Regions from separate parts of the Oryctolagus cuniculus genome. Here region 1 is linked to region 2. A link is a contact called in public Hi-C data. All regions are on one chromosome and are shown on one strand. The core of a region is the stretch at or near the end of the contact, and the rest is flanking DNA. Distances in the headings are between cores, read along the strand shown. Region 1 overlaps TNIK (TRAF2 and NCK interacting kinase). Region 2 holds the start of TNIK (TRAF2 and NCK interacting kinase).

What was found. Hi-C and Micro-C count contacts between places; a contact is called where the count stands out from the background.
Region 1: a Hi-C map of embryonic fibroblasts shows a contact between it and region 2, with 2.0 times the contacts expected there. The contact joins the enhancer-like site here to the promoter of TNIK in region 2. A contact is called at or near these places in 2 of 6 Hi-C or Micro-C datasets (embryonic fibroblasts and psoas muscle).

Annotation. Positions count from the first base shown.
Region 1 is chr4:108,878,470-108,882,099 of mOryCun1.1, forward strand. All of the region lies in intron 1 of TNIK (TRAF2 and NCK interacting kinase), which reads left to right. Among named protein-coding and RNA genes, the nearest start is that of TNIK, 40 kb to the left of the region's middle. Within about 2 kb of position 1,277, at least 1 of the 8 cell types and tissues checked has an H3K27ac peak or open chromatin away from gene starts, as enhancers often do.
Region 2 is chr4:108,837,839-108,841,245 of mOryCun1.1, forward strand. TNIK (TRAF2 and NCK interacting kinase) reads left to right here and starts at 2,032. Exons shown (of 33, transcript XM_017346921.3): 1 at 2,032-2,491. The coding sequence starts at 2,435.

The DNA of each region.
Region 1 (3,630 bases), core at 27-2,526, 40 kb after region 2:
GGTCGTATGTATCAGTACTTCATCTGTCTTGATGGCTGAATAATATTTCATCACGTGGAGCTAGTAAAATCTGCTTATGCATTTATTAGTTGATAGACATTTGAGTTGTGTCCACCTTTTAACTATTATCAATGAATGATGCTACTATGAACAGTTGTGTACAACCTAATCTGTGTATATAAGTATTTATTTCTAGAAGTGGAATTGCTGGTTTGGGTTATACTTTATTTATTTATTTTTAAAATTTTATCTTCCAATTGTTTCAAACAAAACAAAACAAAACAAAACCACAATTGTTTCTTCCTATGAACTTCAATTTTAAAAATATTTTATTTAAGGGGCCAATAATGTGCCATAGTGGGTTAAGCTGCCACCTTCAGCGCCGACATCCCATATGGGCACTGGTTTGAGTGCTGGGTGCTCCATTTTTGATCTAGCTCCCTGCTAATGCGCCTGGGAAAGCAGTGGGAGATGGCCCAGGTGTTCGAGTCCCTGCACTCATGTGGGAGACACGGATGCAGCTCCTGGCTCCTTGCTTTGGCCTGGCCTATCCCTGGCCATTGCGGCCATTTGGGGAAGTGAACCAGGGGCTGGAAGATATCTCTCTCTCTCTTTCTCTCTGCCTCTCTGTAACTCCGCCTTTCAAATAAATAAATAAATCTTTAAAAATTATTTGAAAGGCATAGAGAGAGAGTGAGAGAGAGAGAGGAAGAGAGACAGAGAGCTCACATTTGCTGGTTCACTCTCCAAATGCCCTAACAGCCCCGCTGGCCAGGACCCAGGATGACAGCCGGAAACTCAATGTAGTTTTCCCATGTGGGGTAATTGGAGTTATCACCACTACTTTTCCCAGCTTCTGCATTAGCATGCCATGGGATTCAGAAGCCAGAGCTGGGACTCAGACCCAGGCCCCATAGTGTGGGATGTGAGCTTCGAACCGCTGGGCCATGTTTTAATCTCTAAGGTTTTCTCTGGGAGTTGCCAGACCATGCAAAATACACTGTGTAGCAAAAGACTGAAGAATTACCTAAGAGCTGATGCTCAGTTTTTGACATCTGATAATCAATCATGCCTCTCCATCCACCCAGCGTAGAAATACTCCATGGGATTCTAGAACCTTAGAGCTGGAGGGCAAGGGAGAGGCGACCTAGCCCAGCCGCTTTATTTTCAAGGGAGAAGCCAGAGTTCCAGGCTGACTGCCTTGGCTAACCTGAGCAGCTGGCAGCGGCTGCGCTCAGCCCAAGCGTGTGATCGCTGGCTCAGGCAGTGCTTTCGGCTGGCCTCTCAGAGAGGAGGCTGTTCCTGGAAGTGAGGCGCAGTGGCTGAAATAACGGTGCTTCATATATTGGTCGCCACTGGCTGAAATCCATCTGGAGTGACATTCTAGAACTAGGTCAGGCAGTTCTTTGGGATATGTTCTGTGGCCTTAGAGGACACTTGCCTTTCAAAGCACTTTGATTATAGGCAAGAGGTGGAATAAGGCCCCAGCCAAGGGAGTGATCTTGGGGATTGTCATGTAAGAGTCTAACTATTAAAGAAGCTGAATAGCTGAAATTTGGTGAGCAGAGTGATTTCCATAGAGTAGAATGTGAATGTCTCAGAGCCCAGATGATCCCAGACACTTAGAAACGTCAAGATTCAGAAATGGGAATGGAAATTGAAAAAGCAAAGTATGAGATGAAAAGCAGCAAGTTAAATGGTTTCTAAATGCTGTAATAATTTTCACAATGCTGGAATCAGCTCAATAAGTTCTAAAGAAATAATCAGCTATAAAAATTGTCATTGAAGAGGGCCAGTGTAGATGCGGTTGGCACAGGTGAAGAAGTGTGTATAAATTATGATGCAGGAATGATCGGCCAAGGCACCAAGGGAATAAGCCTTGGTAGCAGAAATAGATAAGAGTATTCAAAAGACCTTTCTAGGGGCTGGTGCTGTGGCGGAGCAGGTAAAGCTGCTGCCTGCAGTCTGCAGTGCCATCATCCCTTATGGGCACTGGTTCGAGTCCCGGCTGCTCCACTTCTGATCCAGCTCTCTGCTATGACCTGGGAAAGCAGTAGAAGTCCTTGGGCCCCTGCACCCGTGTGGGAGACCCGAAAGAAGTGCCTGGCTCCTGGCTTCAGATCAGCACAGCTCCAGCTGTTGCAGCCACTTGAGGAGTGAACCAACGTATGGAAGACCTCTATCTCTGCCCCTGCTTCTTTGTAACTCTTTCAAATGAATAAATAAATCTTAAAAAAAAGACCTTACTAAAGGCTCTCCATGCCATGTCAGCCCAATGTAAGGTATGATATGGATTCACTTACCAAACTTTTTTTTTTTTAACTTTTATTTAATGAATATAAATTTCCAAAGTACGATTTATGGATTACAATGACTTCCCCCCCATACCATCCCTCCCACCCACAACCCTCCCCTTTCCCACTCCCTCTCCCCTTCCATTCACATCAAGATTCATTTTCGATTATCTTAATATACAGAAGATCAGCTTAGTATACATTAAGTAAGGATTTCAGCAGTTTGCTCCCACACAGAAACATAAAGTGAAAAATAATAGATGATTTTTTTTAAATGATGATGAAATCAGATCAGACCTATTGTCATGTTTAATCCCAGTGAGAGTCAAGTTGGGAGTTGATAATTTCTTTTCTTTTTTTCTTTTTTTTTTTTTTACAGAGGATCAGTTTAGTATGCATTAAGTAAAGATTTCAACAGTTTGCACCCCCATAGAAACACAAAGTGAAATATATTGTTTGAGTACTCGTTATAGCATTAAATCTCAATGCACAGCACATTAAGGACAGAGATCCTACATGAGGAGTAAGTGCACAGTGACTCTTGTTGTTGACTTTACCAATTGACACTCCTGTCTATGGCATCAGTAATCTCCCTATGCTCCAGTCATGAGTTTCCAAGGCTATGGAAGCCCTCTGAGTTCTCCGACTCTTATCTTGTTTAGACAAGGTCATAGTCAAAGTGGAGGTTCTCTCCTCCCTTCAGAGAAAGGTACCTCCTTCTTTGAAGACCTGTTCTTTCCACTGAGATCTCACTCACAGAGATCTTTTGCCAGAGTGTCTTGGCTTTCCATGCCTGAAATACTCTCATGGGCTTTTCAGCCAGCTCCGAATGCCTTTAGGCCTGATTCTGAGGCCAGAGTGCTATTTAGGACATCTGCCATTCTATGAGTCTGCTGAGTATCTCACTTCCCATGTTGGATCACTCTCCCCTTTATTTATTCTATCGGTTAGTGTTAGCAGGTACTAGACTTGTTTCTGTGCTCCCTTTGACTCTTAGTCCTTTCATTATGATCAATTGTGAACTGAAATTGATCACTTGGAATAGTGAGATGGCATTGGTACATGCCACCTTGATGGGATTAAATTGGAGTCCCCTGGTATGTTTCTAACTCTACCATTTGGGGCAAGTCAGCTTGGGCATGTCCCAAATTATATATCTCTTCCCTCTCTTATTCCTACTCTTATGTTTAACAGGGATCACATTTCAGTTAAATTTCAACACTTAAGAATAACTGTGTATTAATTACAGAGTTAAACCAGTCATATTAAGTAGAACAGACAAAAAAAAAAACTACTAAGAGGGATAATGTATTAAGTTGTTCATTAACAGTCAGGG
Region 2 (3,407 bases), core at 782-3,281:
ACAGTCCCCCTTGTTACTTCAGCCCCAGCGGCCTGGGTCTTCTCCTCTTCACCTTCCCTTTCCAGCTGGAGTGTCTTGGCTATTGCAATCCTTCCTTTTACTGTACTTCCGGTGGCCAGCCCTCCCGCCTTCCCCTGGCTCTCTCTTGCTCTCCCAAGCATTCCTCTGCGTGGTCCCTATCACGGACCTGCATCTACAATTTTCTAACCTAATTCTAAACCCAGGGGGTAGAATTGGATGCCAGTATCATGGCCCTCTCCTGGCCTGAACAGCTTGCTGTCATCACAAGACTCCATCTGTTTGTGATATTTCAAGTAAAACCTGGGCTATAAAGTGAAGATTTTCCATGGGAAAAAAATGTAGGTTTTCATATGTCTGAAGTTACAAACTGTAGTTGTTTATAAATATCAGTACCTGATTTGCTTTTCCTTCACCATTAAGACAATACATTAATCTGTTATCTAGCTAGAGTGTAAGAAAAGCAGGAGTAGAAGGAAAAACAAGGGTGATGATGGGCAATGACAGTATTTTTATGTCATCTTGACATCAGTTGGTGGCTTAGCGCACTGTCGTTTAGTGCATGGAACTAGAAGATTTTATTGGAAATGAGAAGTAAAATGTTTGTCATATAGCAGGTTTAAACGTTTGACGTATAACGTTAAAAAGCCAAAGCACCCAAACCGTTGCGATATTGAGTCCATTTGCAGGTTTCAGGGTGTATGATCCACAAGGCACTTCATCAGCACAGTATTATGAACACACACAGTGAAGCGTACACCGACTGTTGTTTCAAAGTCCTCTGATGCATGCAGGCAGGCGAGATGCACTAGCTGCACTGGTTTGCTTTCATTCATTCATTCATTCATTCGCCTTATTCTGAGGCTCATATTCACACTACATGACTTAGAATGGCTCAGCGCACTTGGCCAGAAGCGAATTCCTGCCTTAACAGAGGGGCTAGGAACGCTCGCGACGCCTCTGCTGTACTTAAAGGGGGCGGGGGAAAGCAAGTCAGTTTTCAACGATTTCTTGCGATGCATTTCCCGTGGCTCGGGCCGGAGAGGAAGGCTGCGCGGCGAGGGAGGCGATTTGGCACTCCCGATGACAGAATGTCACGTTCGCCACCGTAAACATCCCACCTCTGAACGAGAAAGTGGGTGCGGTGAACGCGCGCTCGCCAGCCCATCTGGCATCTCATCCGCGGGTCAAACTTTCGCCATCCACTGGGGTGGATCCCCGCGGAAACGCGGCCGGGAAGAGAAACGCCGTGGCCGCGGGCGGCGAGCTTGGCTTAAGCAGCATTGGCTTTGGAGTTACCTGATGGCTTGGAAGCTATTGCGCCCGGAGAACGAGCTTCTACGTTCCGATTCGTGGGGAACTGCGGCACGAGCTGGTCCTGGGTGTGGCGATCCGAAAGGGAGCTCTGATTCCCTAGCTTTCCCGCAGAGGGACCGGCAACTTGGGACCGGCGCAGTCCGGCATATCGGTTACTGCGGGTGGACCCGACCCCCGGGCCGCTGCAGATTACAGAAGCGCCAGGCCGGACGCGCCGTGCGTGCGCGCTTCTCCCGGGCTCGTTCCACGCCTGGAGGCGGATCCCCTTCCCTGCACACAAGTCCTTATATGCACCGGTTGCACCAGCCCGCCTTACTCGAGCCCCACAAATAATTAATGGGGGAGGGAGGGCGTCGCTGTCTTTTTCTTTTCCCCTTTCTGCGCCCCCCCAGCTCTAGAGCATTTGAATCCCACCGAGAAAACCCAAGAGGCGAGGAAAGAGCCATTTTGCTGCAATGCCCGAGTTGGACACACAAAAAAAGAGCTTGAGCCCCCGCGATAAGCCCGGCAAGGGTCAGGGACTGCCCCGCCGATCCGCCCCGATTAGCCCGCAGGAGCCTGGGCGGGAGGGTGCGCGCCCCTCCCCCATCCACGCTGGTGTCGAGGGACCGGGTCAGGAAGCGCGGCCTCTCCCCAGTCGGAGACCACGCCTCCTCCGCCTCCCCCCTTTACTCCTCCCAGGAAGCGGTGATAGACAGTTCTGTGTGGTTCTCCACCCCCACCCCCCAGCTGAGTGGAGGAGTTGATGTGTCTCATTATAACAGCCAATGCAGCCGCCATCCACGCACAAGCAAAGAAGCATGTCCCATTTAAATACACCCACGCAGCTCCAGCGCCCTTAGCCGATCGGGGCGCGCAGCCCACACGCACCGCGGCTCCGGGCTTGGAGATCCGCGCAGGTTGGGCTCCCGGACCCGGCGGACCGGCGCACGGAGGCTTGAGATCGGGCGCTGAGGGGCCGGGGTGGGCGGGGGAGGCTGGGCCCGGGGCCTCTGGCTCGACACCCGCAGGAGGACGCGAGTGAAACAGACCAAGGTGGAATTTCCAAGGGAGAAGCTTTGGGGTGGCTTTGGTCCATTTCTCGGGCGAAGAAGTAGACATGGCGAGCGACTCCCCGGCTCGCAGCCTGGATGAAATCGATCTCTCGGCTCTGAGGGTGAGCAGAACGCGTTTTTCGCATTTCTTCCCAGGGGTTTGGGTCCGGGGGGCGGGGTTGGGGTGGGTGGGTGGGGGAGAATGGGGTCGGTGTGTGGTCTGGGGGCTGACGGGCAGCTGCGGGAGAATGCGACGGGGACCGACCCCGGATTCGCGCTTGGATTCGGGGTTGCCGAGGCGCTCCGGGCTGAGCCTCTATGGCAAGGGTTGTGCGGAACGTGTCCCCCCCGTTGGCTGTGGCCGACGATCCCCCGAAACTGCTTGTGGAGCTTATGGCAGTTTCATCTTAGAGCAGTGTAAGAGCATTAGAACGCGAGCCTCTGTGTGTGTGTGTGTGCGCGCGTGTGTGCGTGTGTGAGCGCGCGCGCGCGTGTGTGCACGCTCCGGGCGGTCGTCTCGTGCCAGGGCGCGGGACCCGACTGTCCCTTGCTGCAGAAACTAGAGCAGCGCGCATACAGGCGCTGGCCCCTCACGTTCGCCAGCTACCTGCGAGATGACACCGTGAGCCTGGCCGGCCCGGCGAGGCCGAGCCTGCTGCTCCACGGGGGCAGTTATTGCTATGCGGGTCTCATAGATGGCAGCGGCCGCCCCTTCCCCCCGCCCCCGCCTGGCGCGCCCGGGCTCCGGCTCCGCGCCTCCTTCCACGCCAGCCTGCCACTCACCTTTATTTATGGCTTTAACCCAGCCCTGCCTGTGCTTTCCGACTTTGTGGCTGTGGCATGTCAGCTTTATGGCTGAACTTGGGCAGGTGAAAGGGATGGGTTTGCCGCTGTTCGCAGTCGGACCGGAACTCCCTGGAGTGTGTGTGTTTTCCCCGCGTCTGCGGCCGGTCCTTTGTGGAGCACCTCCCTCCCGCAGCCCGCGGCTTGGCGTTGAACCTCCGCGTGCATTACCTCAGACGCCGTGGCATGCTGTCG